2 separate regions of the Mus musculus genome follow, and region 2 is linked to region 1. A link is a contact called in public promoter capture Hi-C data. All regions are on one chromosome and are shown on one strand. Each heading gives the region's core, a stretch centred on a gene start, on an enhancer-like site or on the middle of the called end of the contact. The rest is flanking DNA. Distances are from core to core; before and after follow the strand shown.

Region 1 (3,564 bases), core at 703-3,202:
AACATTCCATGAATAAAGTGAATGGCTGACTGATCCTGGTCTTAAAGAGACAGATGCCCAGTTGGTCGTTGGCCTGGTCACCACACTGTAGGAAGAGTGGAATACTATATATAGCAAGGAAGAGCTTGGTAGCTCATTTTCCATCATCTTGACACCCAGGAGACTGAGGCAGGGGGATTGTGGGTTTGGATTCACAGAGTGAAAGTTCTATGAACCTGGAGGAACTGTCCCCTAGGCTTCTGACAGTCTTGTTTTAACCCCCAAGTGACACCCTGACACCTGACTGAGACTTTAGGCCTGGGTCTCTATCGACAAGCAGCTGAGAGTGTGAATTTCAAGGTGCACAGGAGCTCCTACTGTGTACTCAGGTCACATGGGCATCTCTAGTTCTCTACCACAACTTGTGGTGACCCCACGGGATGAAGCTGAAGGTATAGTTGGTCACACACAGCAGTGGGTGTGTGTTGAGGGGGCACAGATGCCTGGCGAAGTGGGATCCTAAACAGGAAGCCCTGGTGACTTTTTTGAAGGGGCCTGTGTGGGTTAGGAAAGTTGGGACCCATCACAGGAAGACACCGAGGGCCAGAGAGGCAACCTGGGCTGGCTGAGGTTGCATCTGTCTGCGGCCTGTGGGGTTAGGTGGGGTACAGAAGTGCTGAGAACATCGAGGCCTGTCCCAGCATCCAGACCGCACAGGGCTCCCCGTGTGGGAGTGGGCAGCTGCTCGGCCCACTCCCGAGCTCCATATCTACGAAGCCATCTGCATCCCAAGAGACTTTGGGCCGTCCCCAGCCTCAGTTTCCCCACCTGTGACCCATGATGGTCCTGTCTCAACCTCTCATCTCACGCAGCAAGACAGCTGTATCCTGATCCTTGGCCTTTGCTCTGCAGCGCAGAGAGGCTGAGAAACTTGTCCAAGGTCACATGGGACCGCGGGATAGTCCCTCAATTTGTAGCGTGCACCCCCGGCCCCCGCTGTACCCCTACCCTGACGATGTAGACCACAGCAGCCTTTCACAGAAAGAGAAACTGAGGCTCAATGGCTGGCCTGGGACCAGAAGACTGCAGTATTATCCTCTGGGATATGATTCGGAGATCAGCAGCTCGCCCAGGGCAGAGAATCCAACTCTGAGACTTAAATTTGGGGGAAAACGGTCAGAGATGAACATAATCCCAGAACCCCACTCTCACCGGCCAGGTGGCCACCATGCTGTGCCTCCTCACAGAGTGCAGATACCTCAAAACTGCCCACAGCTGCGATCCCAAGGGCGGTGCCACCTCTCTCCACATTGATCTTTAAGAGTCACCCCCGTAGGCAAAGGGTCCTGGAGCAAACAGGTAGTTCTGGGCAGTGCATCAGGGGTGGGGCTTGGATCTGAGGAGGAGTGGTCTGGAATCAGTTTGGGGAGGGTTCTGGGGGTCATCCTGGTCTTGGACAAAGGAGATGGCGGGTGAAGACTTACCATGCACCTACCTTGTCTTCACAGGGGGACATGGAGTAACCCTAGTCAGTCATTAACCTGGAGTGACCCCACAGGTCAGAGGCCACCCAGCAGTATGTAAATACTGGGAGGGACCCCAGCAGGAGCCCTTGATGACACCTGGTGCCCCTCCTTGCTCACTCCTGTCTTCCCCAGAGGCCCTAACTACAGCCACTACCCTTTCAGGGCCCAGGCTGACCGTGGATGGGGCTCCTGGCACCTTCATCCTCCTCCTCCATCTTCTATCTGAGCCTGAGACGAACTGCCCACCCCCTCCAGCCACCTGCCGCCTCCTGTTTGGAAGGAGGCCCGCAGCAGATTTCCTCTTCCCTCCATTCCCAAGAGGAACCCCTGGTCTGGGGATACTGAGGCAGGCACAGGGCAGGGCACGTGTGAGCATCCAGTCATCCTGAAAGGTAAATCTGGTTCCTGAAGCGACAACTGTTCGTACAGGGTTTTGAAGGATTGGTAGGAGTCCCACAGAGGACACCGAAGAGGTGCAGTCCCTGATTTGTCCTTATGTCCCAGCCCATTTGGGCACGGCTGTAATGTCTACTCCTGGGACACTGAGGCATAGGGGTGACTTGCCTGAACTTGCCTTTTCTAGGTTTTCCTTGGCTTCACCTTTGATGGGGGTGGAGGGAGGAGGGAGGGAGAGAGGAGGAAAGAGAGAGGGAGAGAGTCCTGGTCCCAAGAGGAAGGAAGAAGCCACTTGAACTTCAGTCTGGACTCCATCACATGTTCTGTGGGGACGATCAGCCCTCACTCAGGTCCCAGCCCGGCGGTTTCCCTCCCTCCCACCCCCTCCCCCTGCGGAGCCCTGGGATTCCCGCCCGAATTAGCCTGGTCACCCGAGTTGGCATCGCACACGGGGGCGGAGCGGACAGAGTCCAGTGGGTATAAAGGCAGCTGCAGAGGGCTTAACTCAAAGACACACTCAGGACACAAGCGACATGGCCCCGCCCGCGCTCCAGGCCCAGCCTCCAGGCGGCTCTCAACTGAGGTTCCTGCTGTTCCTGCTGCTGTTGCTGCTGCTGCTGTCATGGCCATCGCAGGGGGACGCCCTGGCAATGCCTGAACAGCGACCCTCCGGCCCTGAGTCCCAACTCAACGCCGACGAGCTACGGGGTCGCTTCCAGGACCTGCTGAGCCGGCTGCATGCCAACCAGAGCCGAGAGGACTCGAACTCAGAACCAAGTCCTGACCCAGCTGTCCGGATACTCAGTCCAGAGGGTGAGTAGCAACCAGGGACCCACTTCAGGAACACCCTCTCCAAGCTCCAACCAACACACTCAAGTCCACGAGCCCAGCCCAGCTTCCGAGACTCAGTTTCCCCTGCTGTGACCTCTGGAGCTGCCAGCAGCGGGCTCAGCCAGAGTAGGACGGATGACCGTCCCTAGACCGGAGCTGGACAAATGATGTCCAGAGAGGTCAAGGTCGCTCCTGGAGATGCACAGCACTCGAGTTGGGGAGGACATGGGGGAAGGTTAGAGGGTCCTGGAGGGAAGAGGGAGGGACAGGAGCCAGGTTGGGAGCCAAACGGAAAGAACCTGCGGGAACTGGATCGGAAATCTGACGCAATCGCTTGTAAAGAGACTGCTACAGTAACAAGTGACAGTCGCTTGGATGGGAGGGAGGAGGATCCAGGGGACTGGACTCAGCTCTGGGACCCAGCAGGGCTGAGGGCGGGCCCAGGCTGATTTGGGTCACGCCCCCTTACAAATCCGCTAGGGTTGTGTGAATCCAAGCGAACTGTAGCTCTCCCTAAAGATCTGCAAAGCTACACTTGGATGTGGTGGCGCATGTCTGCCATCCTAACTACTCCGGGGGTTGAAGCAGAATTGCCTTGAGTTCAAGGCCAGCTGGGACTACAGAGTGAGAACCTCCCCAAATTTTATTTGTAGCCCAGGTCGATTTCAAACTCAGGGCAATCCTTCTGCCTCCATTTCCCAAGTTCTGGGAAGACAGGTGTAGGCAACCAAACCCTGCTTTAAAGAAAACCAACTTCTGTTTGTTAAACACTTTATTCAGAGGCTTGGGAAAAGGTTGGAGAGATCCATGCTGTCCTGCGCAGGGCAGACCT
Region 2 (3,564 bases), core at 744-3,243, 140 kb before region 1:
TCTGCCTGTGATCCTGCATGCTTCAGTTTAGGGGAAGTATGGGAACAAAGGACTTGGGGGATGAGGAATGCTCTGGTTTGAGGCAGAATAGCCCATATACCTTGCAGGAAGTAACTGACAGACCTAAGGGCCATCAAGGTGGGGAAGGTGTCCACTGCAGGGTGGGACAAAGCACTTGTCCCAAGTGAGGACCATGCCTGACCACCAACCCCTGCACCACAAAGTCTATGCCCATGTGCACGAGGCCCAGCATGGTGAGTGCCAGAGGACCGAGTGTGGACCCCAGCTATGCTGTGTAATTCTAGAGGAGTGTCTTTCCCATTCTGTGCCTCTTTACAGGACTAACCCCAGTGACTTGCACACTTCATGTGCACTGAGCACACCTGAATTCCCCCCAGCTTTGTGTGATCCAAGAAGCTGAGGTTCCTAAGGCCAGAGGCATGTCCCACAATGGTCCAGTAAGAGTGGCAGCCCAGGACAGGCTCTCCTAGCCCTACTGTGAGCATGGCCATGGGGGAGCCCAGACTCCCATGCTGTGTGATCTAGCAGCCATGTAGTAGGTTGCCAGTGGTGCAGCTCTACACACTCCACGAGGGGAATTCGCAGGCACTCAAACCCTCTGCACCTCCCTGACTCGCAGCCAGTACCTTCTGCTGGAAGGGAGACCAAGGCTGTGCATGAGTAGCCCTCTACCCATCTTGGAGCTGGCATCAAATAAAGTCCCATGAAGACATCTGATACTGGTGTGTGCATTTGTGAGTGGCTGGGGGTAGGGAAAAACTGATGGCTCGATATCATCTAAGTGAGTTTTGTTGGCTGTATAGGGGTTTGGTTAAACACTTAATCCAAGCCAGCCTGCATCCCAGCTACCTAGCAGGCTGGGATCCTGGCTAGGGCAATAGGGCAAAATCTCATCTCTAAAATGAAGTGTTTCCAGGCATGGCTGTATACACATGTAATCCTAACACTTGGAGGTGGGGGCGTGGGGAGGCACGAAGCAGAAGGATCATGAGTTCAGATACAGCCTGGGCTAATAACAAGACCCTGTTTCAAATAATAAAGCCAAAGGAATCAATGATTAAAAGCACTGGCTGCTCTTCTAGAGGACCCAGGTTGTATTCCCAGCACCTACATGGCAGCTCACAGCCGTAACTCAAGTTCTAGAGCATCCGATGTCTCTTCTAACTTCCACAGACACCAGGTACTCACAAGGCGCACAGTTGAACATGAAGAAAAACACAAAATCTTAAAAAGGAAAAATCCAAAACGCTGGGCGTCATAGCTCTTGCTTTTAATTCCAGTCGGGTTATACGCGGCTGTAATTTACTGAACCTGGATCCTGTGCAAGAGCAGTGAGCATGCTTAACTGCCGAACTCTCGCTGCAACCCCTCCGTCCCAATTTTCTACCCTAGTCTTTGCGGTGAGCTAAAATAGATAAATGAATCCCTCGGAAATCAGCCGAACAAGCTCGGCAACTTCTGGTTCTCTCCGTCTCGCCAGAGTCTGTCCGTATTTCCGGAAACAATCTCGCTTCCGGACGCTGATAAGCCGCATTCTCGCGCGTGTTGGGCCGGAGACACTTCGGCTGTTTCCGGACGCCTAGGGTTGTCATGGCAGTGCCTTCGCCTTCCATTCCTTCCACCAGCGGCTCTCCATTGAGGGTACAGCTGCCGAGCTCGTCCAGTGGACCTTCGGCAATTTCCGGAAGCTATCGGCGGCCTCCGAGTCAACTCCCAAGGCCTGGAGTTGAGGTCGTTCGGTTCCTCCCAGACACATTCCGCGGTCTGGCAGGTTCACGACTTCGTAAAAAACACAAACAAACCCCTGTTATGGCACGTTCTGCTGCTTCCGGAATGGCTCGGGTATCTCAGAGTCCCAAGTCCACCGAGCCCAGCTTCGGACCGAATGCGTTCCCGACCCTTCCGCTTTCTAGTGTTTTCGTGAGCCTCCGACGGCCGTGCTCGGCTGTCTCCGACCAGCCTCGGCTGTCTCGTGGCAAAGCCCAGCCTCCCATTCCCGCGGGAGCACACTCGGCAGCTTCCGGAGGCTTGCCCGCGTGCCTCGGTCTTCGGGCTCCGCCTCGTGTGGGGGGAAAGGCCCGCCCTCCCGACCCGAGTGCGCTCGGCTATTTCCGCCTGGGGGCGGGCCCGAAGGCTTGGAACCGCGGCGACGGTGGCTGACGCAGGGATCCCGCGGCTGCGGCGACGGCGGCGGCGGTCGTGGTGGTGGCGACGGCGGCCGGAGTGGGTGAGTCGATGGTGGTGGGGAGGACCCGAGGAGAGAAGGAGCCGCACAAAACCGGGCTCCGAGCTGAGCGTGGGGCTGTGCAGCCTGCGGGGTAGAGACAGGGTCTCTAAGGCCGGGAGGTCCCCGCCCGCAACGGGGCGGAGAGCGGGACACGACCCCGGATCCGGCCACTTCCGTCGTCCAGGGGTCTTCGGGGTGCACGAGGGTCTAGGGGCCCGTCTGTGTGAGCACACAGACTATGCGTGCATCGTAGGCCCCTCCTTTTGCATTGGGGGTTCCGCGATACCCTCCCCCCATGGTGTGCAGACGTGCTCGGCACGGGGGCGGGCAGACGGGTGGCTTTCTTAGGAGAGGCCTCTCCGACCCTCAGTTTCCCTACCTATAACATGCAGGCCACAAGAGGCCGGACAGTGAGTCACACCGGATACCCTGGACCACAAAGCCTTAAGTCCCTCTAGGACACCTGCACCGGGTCCCCGAGATCTGGGGATGAAGCCCAGACCCTCCCCTTGGCACGCTAAACGCCTTTTTCATGGCTTCTTTCTGAAAGCCTCTGCATCCTAGACAGGCGTCTTCCACCATCGGGCCTTTGCAGGAACCGGTCTGTCTATGCATTGCCCTGTCCCTATACGAGGACCTGTCAGCCTTGCTCCCCCAGGAGGATGCACAGAAGACCCAACTGCAGGCTGGAATGGGGACCCAGGCTAGGACCCAATGTGGGGTGTCCAGCTCCTGTCCCCATCCTACTGTGGCACTAAGGTGACCATGGTTCTTCTTGACACCTCCCCTCTCTTGCATCACCAGAGAGCCCCAGGCTAAGGCAAGCTGGGGACACCCCTGCACCCTGTCTCAACCTCCCCTGCAGGAACCAAGGCTTCTGTTTCCTTGGATGCCCACCCAGGCCACAGCTCTTGATAGGCCATGTCCACTGCTCAGGTGTTCAACCCCTTCTTGGGGTTCCCCAATAACCCCAAGTCTAACTGGCCATGTGGTCACTGTCTTTGTTCCTGCCTTGAACTTGGGTGCATCTGTGGTTGGCTTCCTCCTGATGAGTGGGGTTCTTCAGAGAGCTCTGAACTTCAGTTCCCACAACCCTAGTGGGGACAGCAAAGCATTCAGCTCCCAGCACCCCGAAGAAAGGCTGTCAGTGTGGCCTCTCGGATGGGGAGACTAATCAGTAGTGGGACAGGGGCCAGCCCCAAGGTCACTGGGGGATTCTGTCCTGGCTCACTCCGCCTTGTCCATGTCCTTTAGGCTGGTGTTCCCGGCTGAGCATGGTAGCAGCCTGTGGTCTGGGTCCCTTCGTCTGGTGTCAG

Evidence for each region. Capture Hi-C pulls out chosen DNA fragments and counts their contacts.
Region 2: a contact with region 1 is called in a promoter capture Hi-C map of liver. The contact joins the promoter of 2010320M18Rik here to the promoter of Gdf15 in region 1. A contact is called at or near these places in 10 of 39 promoter capture datasets (the 3T3-L1 cell line, 3T3-L1-derived adipocytes, cranial neural crest and 5 more), 3 of 15 datasets of contacts at CTCF or cohesin (embryonic stem cells and large pre-B cells), 12 of 484 Hi-C or Micro-C datasets (CD8 T cells, embryonic stem cells, neural progenitor cells and 4 more), 11 of 115 datasets of contacts at active chromatin or transcription factors (Th17 cells, embryonic hindbrain, embryonic stem cells and 3 more) and 4 of 9 other capture datasets (adipose tissue, embryonic stem cells, liver and 1 more).

The regions. Positions count from the first base shown.
Region 1 is chr8:70,630,483-70,634,046 of GRCm38.p6, reverse strand. It overlaps Gdf15 (growth differentiation factor 15), which reads left to right and starts at 1,952. Exons shown (of 2, transcript NM_011819.3): 1 at 1,952-2,714. The coding sequence starts at 2,435. It overlaps Gm34154 (a long non-coding RNA gene), which reads right to left and starts at 1,484. Exons shown (of 2, transcript XR_870495.2): 1 at 1,192-1,484.
Region 2 is chr8:70,775,291-70,778,854 of GRCm38.p6, reverse strand. 2010320M18Rik (RIKEN cDNA 2010320M18 gene) reads right to left here and starts at 1,993. Exons shown (of 1, transcript NR_029440.1): 1 at 1,249-1,993. It overlaps Pik3r2 (phosphoinositide-3-kinase regulatory subunit 2), which reads left to right and starts at 2,143. Exons shown (of 16, transcript NM_008841.3): 1 at 2,143-2,248; 2 at 3,503-3,564. It overlaps Mast3 (microtubule associated serine/threonine kinase 3), which reads left to right. Exons shown (of 26, transcript NM_199308.2): 26 at 1-738.